2 separate regions of the Hordeum vulgare genome follow, and region 1 is linked to region 2. The links are chromatin contacts, called in public Hi-C maps. All regions are on one chromosome and are shown on one strand. The core of a region is the stretch at or near the end of the contact, and the rest is flanking DNA. Distances in the headings are between cores, read along the strand shown.

The links. A called contact is a pair of places that touch in the nucleus more often than the background predicts.
Region 1: a contact with region 2 is called in a Hi-C map of leaf, with 4 times the contacts expected there. The contact joins the enhancer-like site here to the promoter of LOC123403123 in region 2. A contact is called at or near these places in 2 of 6 Hi-C or Micro-C datasets (leaf and seedling) and 1 of 1 datasets of contacts at active chromatin or transcription factors (embryo).

What each region holds. Positions count from the first base shown.
Region 1 is chr6H:118,718,089-118,724,357 of MorexV3_pseudomolecules_assembly, reverse strand. No RefSeq gene overlaps it. Among protein-coding and RNA genes, the nearest start is that of LOC123403123, 260 kb to the right of the region's middle. Within about 2 kb of position 3,342, at least 3 of the 3 cell types and tissues checked have open chromatin away from gene starts, as enhancers often do. A contact at or near this core is called in leaf and seedling, where this site is marked.
Region 2 is chr6H:118,459,488-118,465,866 of MorexV3_pseudomolecules_assembly, reverse strand. It overlaps LOC123403123 (heptahelical transmembrane protein ADIPOR2-like), which reads left to right and starts at 1,919. Exons shown (of 4, transcript XM_045097086.1): 1 at 1,919-2,391; 2 at 2,495-2,584; 3 at 3,347-3,392; 4 at 4,684-5,520. The coding sequence starts at 2,129. The coding sequence ends at 5,352.

The sequences.
Region 1 (6,269 bases), core at 2,093-4,592, 260 kb before region 2:
TTCGCTGCTGGGATCCCCGCCGTTGATGGAAATCGTCATCGCCGTCGTCGCCGTAGTGAGACTGCCACCAAGTTAGGGTATGGTTCCAATCTTGTTTTGTGCTCTCTTATCTAATTCTTGTGCATTAGGAATTTTTGTATATAAGCCACCGTGTGCGGACCTATTACTCCACCTGAAGTTCCCGTAGATCAGTGACCAAAAAATACTTAGGGTTAGCCGTCCATAGAATGCATCGCGGTGCCACCGAGTTGCAAAAATCGGTTCCACTCATCTGGTTTCTAGGTTTCCTAAGAATAGTCTCGGTAAGATAGAGTTGACACTTTTGGTTTCAACGAAGTGATTGCTAGGTTTCTGTGAAGACGATCATTTGTCTCGGAGAATCCGAAAATTCGGACTCGGTGCTACCGAAATTTACTCTACAGAAAGCTAAAACTAAGGATTTCTTTGTTCAAATTTTAAAAAACTTTTGCAATTTTGTGATTCTTATCTTCTCAAGATCTTCCATAACTTTTCATAGGCTCAGCTAGTGTGTGTGTCAGTTTGTGTGCTTGAATTCCAAGATGTCAGGTTTCGATGACAGTCAGAACAACTTCAGTGAGCCCCATGCTAAGTCTGATTCACGCACAGTCATGACAGGACCCATTTTGATGCAGCTACTCCCATGGCATGCCTGTAGCAGCCCGAGACCAACGCAATAGAAGATTCCCCTTTTAGTTCATTGTTGTCGTGTGATTAGTTTGTTTGTCGCATTCATCATAGCATCATGCACATCATCTGCATTGCATCAACACTCCTTTGCCACCAGTTTTCAGAACTTGCATCCGTAATTAGTTGCTCGTTCTCTCCATTTTTGTCGTTGACCGTTTTGAGACCAACCACACACGACGCGCCCGCGACACCATTAAAATATTGTTTTTAAAAGTATGTGTAAAAATTTATCGGATTGGGTTGAACCTTGACGTGCGGTCTTATTTTAATTTAAGTAGACCACCTACCAAATTTCGCCGCAATCGGAGTTTGTTTGATTCTCGATCGGTCAACCGTAGCGGCACCGTTATCAGTTTATCTTCACACGTTTTTCGGTGTTTAAAAAACCTTGTGTCGGGCCGCAAATCTTCCTGTCTTCTCAGCCCAACCTATTCTACACAGCCCAACGCCACCCACCTTGCCTACCGCTCCGTTTTAGACCGTCCGATTGAGATCCGACAGCCTGAAAACGGTGCAAAACCCCCTAACCCTAGCCCCTGTCTATAAATAGACAACCAAACGAGCCTCTCCTTGATTTCCGTGCCCCCAAAACCCTAGCCACCAGAACCTCTATCCTCCCCTCAGTCGCCAAGCCCGCTGAGGCCCAGATCCGTCCCTCCTGGACCCAGGTCACGCCGTCGCCGCTAGCCCGCAGACCCCCGAGCCACCCGCCCCATAGCCCCGTGCCCCAGCAGAGGAGCTCGAGCCAGCCCCGCGTCGTCATCGCCACTGACAGCCGGAGCCCCCGCCAGCCCATCGTCGTCGCCCCGCGTCGCCCTAGCCTTGTCGGTCGGACCTCCTGCACCCGTCGGAGCCACGGCACCGAAGCATCCGTCGGTCCCCTCGCCCGCCGGATTACCTGAGCCACCACCGCCCAATGACCTCAATCCTCGACGCCTTCCCAACCCTCCTCCACTAGAGCGGGATGCTCCGCCGTCGCCCTTCAGCCAGATCCGGCGAGCCTCAGGCCGGATCCCCCCCGCCTTCTCCCGCACTGCCGGTTGCCGTCGCTCGCTCGATAGCAAGCCGGGAGACGAGCACCAACGCGCCGCCCTTTGGGCCGCGTGGGCCACCAGCGCATCGCCCCAGCCCCGCTAGGCTAGCCGTCGGGCCGCCCCGTCGCCAGGCCCAGTCGATGCAGCTGCTTCCCCAAGTCGGCCCAGCCATCGGCCTCCTCCAGCAGGCAAGGCCGCATCAAGGCCGAGCACCGCAGCCCAGCCCAGCCGGCCAGATCTGGCCCAAGGTGAGGCCTCCTCTCACCTATCCCTTGCCCATGTGTGATGTTTAGTTAGCCTGCGCTCGCTTGTGTTAGTGGACCAGATCCAGATTCGACCTGATGCCTAGTTTTTTCTCTCCAACGAATTTAGCTAATTTCGTAGGGATTTTTCCAAATTACACATTAGAGGCATATTTTAAAACGCCCTAACTTTTAAACCGTGCGTTGGATCGAAATAAGTTATATATGTAAGACGTGTAGAATTTTGTGTAGATTAATATTTTCAAACTCTCATGCATATTCAAAACTGTTAATCTTGATGTTTGCCTCGTTTTGAGTGATGCCATGCTAAATAGGTTTAATTCGTAGCGAGTTAACCGTAGCTCCGTTGGAGATGAGATATATATGTAAACCGACTAGAATGACGTGTAGTTTCACGTGCTCCAATTGATTTTGTTGTTTAACTACCATAGAATGTGTTTAGGACAGATCTGGACAGATATTAAAGTTAACGTGTGGGGTCATTTCGGAAATACTATATGTTGTTTCCGACCTCATTTTAAATGTGTAGCTAGTGTAGTTTATTTTTGCTTCACCTCTTGCAATGATAACAACATTTTAAAATTGTCGTGTACCTAAATGAGAGTGAACTAAGTATTTGAATGTGGAGTTTCGTCAATATGCAACTCGTTGCATCTTAAGCTTCACTTGATACAAGCCTGCTCCAAATTTGGGATCATTTCATTGCCCCAATGTTTCTCTAGAATGTTTCTAAGATTCTGTCAAGAGAGATCCATTGTGAAGGAAGTACCATTTTGGTGTATCTAGTTGTTATAATAAATTTGTAGTGTGTTCATATGCCCAAATATCTCATCTCCTTCAAATTTTAGCTCAATACAAGCAAGCATGTGAGTGCCTCTTCCTAATTTGTATTTCTCTCGAGTGAGATGCTTTGTTCAGCAAGTGCTATACACATTCATACTTTTGGGCCAAAACTTCGCATAGGTGGCCATATTAGTGATTGATCACACAAAGCCAAAGATCAGATTCTCTCCCGAGACCAATCTCTGTGAGGAATCAATAACCACCTTGTTGTGATGTTGTCTTCTACTCCCTCCGTTCTTAAATATAAGACCTTGTAGAGATTGTATTATGGACTACATACGGATGTATTTAGACATATTTTAAAGTGTAAATTCACTCATTTTGTTCGGTATGTAGTCTATAGTAAAGTCTCTACAAGGTCTTATATTTAAGAAAGGAGGGACTAGCAAGTTGTGGTCACCTAAACAATAACCACCTTTTGGCACTCTATGGCGAGTGACCCTTCCAGTGGACAAGGTGTGGTCAACGAGAGTGCGTGTCACTGTCATGTTCACGTCGTGACCACGCGAATGGCATGACATTCCCGTGCTATGGCAGTTGGACCCCCTCCCCTCGTATGTACCTTCGAGCTTTCGCCACCTCCCCATGTCCAACGGATTCATCTCGTCGCTGCCCTCATCCTGGACTCCTCTCCCCTCCAGATTTTTCCTCTTCGCATCGTCCCCGTCGAGGAACAGATGTGCGCTCGTGACCCTCATCGGTTTCCTCCTCTGTTGCTTGCTGCCCTAGATCTCCCGAGCACTCGTGCGGCTATAAAAAGCTCCCCCGAGCTCCTCCACTTCTCATCGACCCCTCAGCCCCTCCCCAACTCTCTGGAGATCCCCAGCCCCGCCACTGACGAGATGACAGCCGCCGTTCCCCATGGCCAGCGCCTCCTCCAACACTTCCCCTCCCTTTCCTGGTGCCCCAAAGGCCTTGTGGACGCCCTCGAGCTGCCGCCACCCTCCAGTTTTCCCCCGAAGAGGCCCCGCCATTGCCGCTCCCCAAAGACCTCAGACCGTTGCGGCCACGTCTAGGGCCTCGGTGATGTGAACCTCCTCGGTCTTCCTCGCGGCTTCCCTTGGGCGAGGGGAGGAGCGGAGGCGCGTCCGCGCACGTCGGCCAGCCTCCTGGCGCGGTGAGGCGATGTCGGCGTCGGTACCCGAGGCCCTGCCTTGTGCCATGTCGAGAGGACGAAGAACAAGACAGAATGACAGAGAGATGGTGTGGGCCCCGCCTATCAGCGAGAGAAACCTCCGACCCGCGTTGAGTAACTGGAAGCGCCTTTTCACAAGATGCTTTTTCTTGTGAGGAAAGCCTATTCTGGTGTTCTTCGGGTGAAAATACGCTATCATTTGTCTCAAAGTGTATTCTCCCGAAGGCGCTTTATGTTTTATCTGGGAGGGACTTATTTGTGGATATTCTTGTTACACACGAGTCCCTAGCTTTCAAATAGTCATATCTTCGCGCTCGTAACCCCTTTTCAGGTGATTGCAAAGCCCTCGCTTTCGTCTCGTTGAGCCCATTCTGCTGGTATCATTTTCACTATGTTTTCACACTTTGAAAATGACCATTTTGCCATTGCCTCTAATAAGCCCCCTTCGAGAGAGAAGTATTTCCGGCGATTCGTTCCGCGAGTTTCTCGCACTTCTCCCCTGTGAATCCATCATCCCCAAGCAAGCCACGACAACCACTTGAATGATGGCCATACAGTAGACATAGTTTCCATTGAATATTTAAGAATTGTTTACTCGATTACTCTTGTTATTCCTATTTCAATTATGCATGTGGATCCAAGATTATCATCATGTTGTGCTCTTATACACCTTGTTAGTTTCGTGATTACTTGCTAGTATTATTTGCACATGTCATGCTTGTTAGGAGTACATGCTGGTAATACTGATGTTCTCCGAGGCTTTTTTATCCTTTGTTATGGTACCTTTGATATGCATGATCGTCGCTATTCCATGTTCATCTGCATCCAGTAGACTTAGTGCTTTATTATTGTTGGTGCTAATGATCCACATGTTAAATGGTTATCCTTCCATCCATGTTTATGTTGATATCATGTTCATATGCATTATCATTGCATCCTGTTATTTTTACTTTGACTAGGTTCATTACTTTCCAAGTTTAACCGGATATTAATTGAACTTGAATATATTTTGGCTAAGTCATAGTGCCATCAAGTCGAGCTAACCAGTGAAGCCACACTTGCATGTATGGGAAGGCGTTAATGTGGTGTGGTCACCTGAGCATATTATCCTGGTACATTATGTGCATGCGCTACCCTGATTAGGTAAGTGTCCATAAGCCTTGTGTGCCATAGTTTTTGTAGGGCCCTTTGTCCCCATTTGCGACGGGTTTTTTTCACGGCGATGGTTGTTGGATGTCCAGAGTTGCATCCGGGCCACCCATGACTTAGTCCAAAGTGGAGTTTGCCAAAGCGGCCAGGAGGGTGTCATGCAAGAAGATCAGTTTTGTCGGAACACCGTTGGTCCACCCGAATGGGACCACGAGGCCTTGGATTCCATGGTGTGGGTATAGTGTACTAACCTCTGCAGAGTGTGTATAATCTATCGATAGCCGCACCCGTGGATATGGGCCCAGTTCGTAGTAGGTCACACTATGAGTAATAGTAATAATAACCTTGTTAATAAACAACCGTGGTTCGATGAGAAAGAAGTTGGTTGATCTTTATGTGATCATGAGAGGATCAAAGTGGTATCATGGATACCGAGGTTGGTTAATATTTTGGATACATGTGGTGGTTATGAGATAACCCTGATCAGAGTAAGTTCTAATATGATAGTGCAGACATGATGCATGCTATTAGCATCTTTGTTCATGCCTTGAGTAACATGTTCATGCCATGCTCATTTGATGTTGTTCTAGTGGTATTTTGTTCATCATGTACATTCCATGTTGCTCTAGTAATATCATGTTTATTATTCATCTTTAACATGTAAATGCCATTGTGTTGTTTGTATTGATTGCTTTGGTCGCTGTGAGCTTGCGAGTACATTCAACGTACTCACCTGGCGTGTCATGCCAGTTTGCAGGTCATGCCATGATTGATTGTTGGTCGAGTTTGCGAGCTAGGATAAGCGTTCCAGACAGAGTCCCTGCAGATTAGAGTTCACAACCATCTCCATTGTTCCGCTGCTAGAAGTTATTCCACTACTTTGGTTTGTTCTACTGCTAGCATTGTATAGTGTCGTCATGCCGATGTAATTTGTTGTATCGGAACCATTGTATTCGTATCATTTGGAATAAAGTGATGATTTGTTCTATGTCAAGCGGTGTTGTATTCTAGAAGACTTATCTCTTGGCTGCAATACGAGGCATTCCGGTCTGTTTGAGCCGGGGTGCAATAGGGCAGAACAATCACGCCGCGGGCCCAGGGGGCTACTGTTAGCCCAGTCGGACCTGAGGTACAACG
Region 2 (6,379 bases), core at 670-3,169:
AAATATATCAATATTCATAATATCAAAACGATATCATTAGGTTCATCATAAAATGTATTTCCATATTTTATCTATTTAGTATTGTGGATGTCGATGTTTCTGGTTGTCAATTGATTTGAAAAATCACTGAGCCAATCAAAATCTTGAATCAAATTCAAAATTGAATAAATCGATCTAATGTGTGAGCTCCAAAGTTAAGAAGCATAGTATATTACGTGCTCCATCCGATCTACTCGTGTATTACTTTTTGTTAGTTTAGTACAAAGTTGTAGTAACTTCATACAAACTTTATACTAAACCAACGACAAGACATGGTTTCATTTTTATAAAATTCTTGTGAAAAACATTTTACAAAATGAAGCCATATAACATGAGAAGAGCTGATGCTCTACCGGTTGATTGTACGAGAAGTTCCGCCACCTACATAGTCGTTGGATCGTCCTTGATCCATGCGACCTCAAACGTGCTCACACACCTTCATTCTTTTCTTCGCCTACCACATGCTTGTTTGTCGTATCTTGCAATAACAATGGTTTGTAAACCACGTCAGGGATCAACGATGGCAACTTACATAAGTTTTTGCAACATCAGCTACGTTGCACAAAATAATTGCAACAAAATCTCTATTGCGCTTTTTTTGCGACAAGAACTTTGTTGCAAAAAATATCCTGCAACACAATCGGTGTTGCAAAAAACATTGCGCAACAAAATTATGTTACAAAAATCTATAGGTATTTCGACAACATGATCCTTGTTGTAGAAAATATTCTATAACAAATTCTATTAAAAAATCTACGGACATATTCGCAACATGCTCTCTCTTGCAAAAGATTTGGACCATAATCTATGGTGCAAAAGACCCGTCGGCCACTTTTTAACACGTGAGCCGGACGCGTAGCAGCGTACATGTTTCTGCAACTCAAACGTTGTTTCGGGATTTTATGTGGTGGGCGGAGGCGACCGAGCTGTTGATCGAACGGTGCATGCGTGTACATCGGACGGATAATCGGGTGGTGGATGATTACTACAAATTCACCTAGGAGTCCCCTATATAACCTTCGAAAGAACAATGCTGCGCTAGGGCCCACACGCCAATGAAACACACACGGGTGGCATATATATCCCTTTCTTTTTGGGAAAAGATTAACTTCTACCGATCGATCCCGTGCGCCTTTCTATCGGCTCCGTGGCCGTTCGATCATGTGTTGATTAGACAGTCGACACAGTCCCTGTGTCCGTCGAAGCCGTTTTTGTTTTCCTGCAACGTGTCTGTTGTTTCAGGGCAGTCATTCCTGGCATTGGGTAACAGTGGGTACACCTGACCTATGTGAAGATGTCGTAATTTTTGTAACATGTTGTAATTTTTGTAATATGGGTCAAAAGATGTTGTTGTTTTTGCAACATGTCGTAATTTTTACAACATAGATCAGAAGATGTCATTACTTTTGCAACATGGGTCGGAAGATATCGTAATTTTTGCAACATGGTCGTTGTTTCTGCAACGAGGCCGTTGTTTCAGGAATTGTTTCCGCAACACACTCGTTGTTTCAGAAATTATTTCTGCAACACGACCATTGTTTTAAGAATTGTTTCTACAACACGACCATTGTTTCTGCAACTGATTTTTTTGTTTCGGAATTATTAATGCGTCGGCAAGGCGACAAACCGCATGCGAGGAGTTAGATCGGACGGCTCGCGCACGAATATCCGACGGTTATTGAGGTGATGGGTGTACGTGTACCGATAGATGGGTAGCCCTCCCCTTTCTTTTTCCCTTGTAATCCGACGGTTAGGAGAGTGGCTGCGCCCAAAAGCACCCTGTAACCTCTGTAGCTTTGACAAGCGTGTGCGACAGAGGAAGTCCATGTGTGTGGCTCGCCACCAACATCACCGCACCACACCACACCACACCGCACGACGCCCGCGCCGCGCGCTCCCCGCCAAGATTCGCCAGGCGGCCTCGTCTCCTCCCATCCCCCTATAGCCTCCCTATAGTCCGCCTATAACACCACCACCACCTCCCGGGCTCCCCCGCACGAACCGCGGACCAGACACACACAACCCCGACGCAGCCGCGCGCGCGCACAGAGCCGGAGAGAGAGGGAGAAAGAGGCACCGGGCCCGTCGCATGGGAGCGCGGTCGACGGCGACCGCGGGGGAGGCGGTGGCGAGGCGGGGCAGCAGGAAGAAGGCAGCCATGGCGCCGTCGCTGGGCGGCGTGGAGGCCGGCGGCAGGCGCAGGGGCCCGCCGCGTCTGGTGGGGTACGAGGAGCTCCCCGAGTACCTCAAGGACAACGAGTACATCCGCGGCCACTACCGCGTCGAGTGGCCCATCCGCGACGCCCTCCTCAGCGCCTTCTCCTGGCACAACGAGACGCTCAACGTCTGGACGTGCGTGCCCGCCCAACCACCCACCCCGATCCACCCATACGTTCCCCACCCCCGCGAATCGATCGATCCACCGATTTGATCCGCCGCCGTTTGGCTTTCGCAGGCATTTGGGCGGGTTCCTGCTGTTCCTGGCGCTCGCCGTCGCCGGAGGCGGCCCGGAGGCCGCACACGAGGCCGCGCCGGGGATCATGAGGTACGCGCAACGCTACTTCTTGACTTTCCTTTTTTCCCTCCGCCGTCCTTCGGATTAAAAATGATGATTTGTTCTGACTTCAAGAACGATCCCTTCCGATTCCCTTCCGCGTGATTAGCGGGCGGCTCCCGGCTTTGAAACTTGAAATGGTCGCTTCCGATCGCAGAATGAATCCGCCATCGTAGCCCACACGTCACACGGGAGACCTCGAATTTGTTTCGCGGGCGGGCAGTTTGGAGAGCGCGCACGTCACACACACACAACCCGCCCACGCCCAACGTGTGTGGTTTGCGCGTTCGTTCCATCAACCGAACGCACGCGCATGCGCAATCACACGTTTGTTCAGTGATACTACCGACTCTTTCATGCATTGCCAACCATTGATGCTGGCTCCAACTGGCTACGACTGTACTTTAGTTCTCAAGAATAAGCTTGTTAGATGCTGCCGATGTGAGATGTGACAAGAACACACTGTCCTAGTAGCAAGTGCGTGAACAACACCAAACGAACGAGGTTCGCGCACAAGGACATGACCCATGCGGTAGTCTATGTGCATTATCCGCCTCACACGTCTTATCGTGATGTCGGCACTTTGCAAATGCAATGCTGGCGCAAATTACAGATTAGTTGGGGGGTTCCAGTTCTGAAACCGTCTTTTCTCTTTGATGCTCCTTTTCCACCAAGGCGTTAATTCGTCATGCTTCAGTCGGTTTTTTGAATTCCTAAAAAAATGGTATGTGCCGTGTTCTTTTTCTCTCGCAGGTTTGTGGTGGGATCAGCTAATTCGTCATGGAAGAGCGATCAGTCGGTGAGAAACGCATCTAAGAAACCTTATCTTGTTTTGGGATTATTTTCCAGCACTGCATATTTTTCTCTCATACAGTATATCCGTAGTCCCCAAGATTCTGGGACAGATGGTGCTAGATAGCATGATTAATGAACTGAGACGAGCTCTATCAAGGTGACTATAATTATTCAGATACCAGTAGTGTAGTGCCACCAATGATTTAAATATAACTGCACCGAGTGAGTACCATGTAATAATGTGGTCATGTAGATCCCCACCACGCAGAAAGAGACGTGCATGGACAGCTATGTGTGTGAGCTGCCCACATGATCAATCGTTGATCCATGTCCTCACACTTCAGCTGTCCGTGTATTGTTCAAGCAACAATATATATATACAACAGTCCAAGCAACAGGTCAAAGCAACCCATGTACTCGAGATACTAGCTCTCTGTATTGTTTGGGAATTGCTATTTGTGATGACCATGCACAATATTATAGATTAAGAAAACTCATAGGTTGAGGAAGTTACAAGAGGACATCGGCAAAATTACCCTTCCATTTCAGTCTTGTTCTGAAATAGTACCGACGAATAATTTTCGTGGATAGGAGCGTGAAACAAATAATGAGATAAGGTGCAGAAATGACATTAGTTAAAAAAATGAATGTAGGACGTAGAGGTGCTAGTATAATGCAGTGAAATGGCATTAGAGAAAGATGAATGTCCAAGGTAGAGGTACTAATCGGCTCCATCTTCCGATAGGTTCTTCTGTGGTAAGGACAACTCGTGAGTCCTTTCCCGATCACTCTCCTGGTCCAGGGCAACCTGACCAACCGACCAAAACCAAGGAGCCATGTGTAGCTGTGCACTTCGAATCTAGTTCACCTTCTGCTGCAACGTAACATCACGTCACGTGTAGTCGTCTTGTTCCGAACAATGAACAAACATCGCTGCCTCAGGCTCAGTGTGTTTGTACAAAATCTCGCTTTCTCTTTCACATTCACTTTGCATGAGGAGAAATAGATGACTTTTGCAAGCATTTTCACGTTTGCTCACCTGCAAGAAGCAGTGTTGCTTTCAGCTACTTCCTCAATTTGAACTCAAATTGGTTCTGTTGAGCAGACAATACCAAGTGGCAAATCTTTCCAGTCATCCTATCGTTGATTCCTGCGTACGGCGACGAATCTGTCCGTGCCATTTACCATTTTACCCGCAAGCACTATTCAAATATATATTTTTTTCACCAAAATGCAATGGTTTTACATGCCAAACTGAGATTTTTGTTCACTGGGCGTTGGTGTTTTGCGTACAGGGCCTGCCGAGCCATGACGCGGCGGCGGCGGTCCTGGGAGGACACGGCGTGCCGCGGTGGCCGCGGATGGTGTTCCTCGTGGGCGCCATGGCGTGCCTGGCCATCAGCGCGACGGCGCACCTCCTCGCGTGCCACTCGCGCCGCGCCACCGTCGTCTTCTGGCAGCTGGACTACGCCGGCATCTCCATCATGATCGTCGCCTCCTTCGTCCCGCCCGTGTACTACGCGTTCCTCTGCCACCCGCCCGCGCGCATCGCCTACCTCTCCGCCATCACCGTCCTCGGCGCGCTCGTCGTGGCCGTGCTGCTCTCGCCGTCGTGCTCCTCGCCGCGGTACCGCCGGCTCCGCGCCACGCTGTTCCTCGCCATGGGGATGTCCGGCGTCATCCCGGCGGTGCACGCGCTCTGGATCAACTGGGGCCACACCGCCTGCTACATGGCCCTCGGGCTGGAGGTGGCCATGGGGCTCGCCTACGCGGTCGGCGCCTGGTTCTACGTCAGCCGCGTGCCGGAGAAGTGGCGCCCCGGCGTCTTCGACGTCGTCGGCCACAGCCACCAGATCTTCCACGTCTTCGTGCTCGTCGGCGCCATCACGCACTACGTCGCCGTAGCCGTGCTGCTCGACTGGCGGGAGAAGGCGGCCGTCTCGTGCGGCGGCGTGACGTCGTAGGCGGCTTGCTGGAACTTGGAACAAGAAATTAAATTGTAAGTCGTGCCATTCGAAATCATTGGACAATTCGAATGTACGTAGTAGTGAGCTAGTAGTAGCAATGTGCTTAATCTAGTGGCAGCTTGTGAATTTGTGATTTGAGATATGCAAATGCAATACAGTTGATGAGATTGCGCCGCTCTTTAGTGCACCCAGATTCATACAAATATGTACTAAGAGCATCTCCAACAGACGCGGCGCGAAGCGCGTCTAAAAAACTAATTTACCGCGCGTTGGTCGTCTGGTTTGGCGCGTCGCGCAGCGCTGGCTCCAGCAGTAGCTGTAAAATGCAGCGCGTGCTCCGCTCCAGCAGCGCGCTAAAATGCAGCGCGCGCGTCGCTGTAGCAGCGCCCAAATATATGGCATTTGGACAAAAAATAGTTTGAAACATTCATCAAAATGCAATGAACATGTGAAATTTAACACAAACAAGTTGATGAATAAAAGTCATGCCCACAAGTTCATCCAACCAAGTTCAAAATACAAGTTCATCCAACAAAGTTGAAGACATATAATACATCAATCATCTTCCTCGTCGTCTTCCTCTTCTTCCGAAGACGATTCTTCCGCCTTCGAAGATGAATCTTCCTCCCTAACCTCATCACGCACCGCATCACGTGTAGCTCCGACGGTCTTGGCAAGATCTTCAACGGCATTTTCATGGGTATGTGTGTGAGGCACATGGAAAGACATTCCACCCATGGCCGGAGGTGCATCCATGCCTCCCATGAAAGAAGCAAAACTCATGTCATTGGTTTGAGACCAATGCGAATTGTTGGACCCAACACCCATAGTTGACATGTATGCATCATCGTTGAGACTACAAAGTTTTTGAACAATGCAAATATAAGCTATCTATATGATGATGCATTGAAAAAATAACAAGAAAATAAAAGTTGGAATTTTTTTCACCTTGGGGGCATTTCGTCGAACACGTGGTGCGCGTCGGCCGCCGGCTCAACGAGTGAGCTCGCCGGCGCTTCGGTAG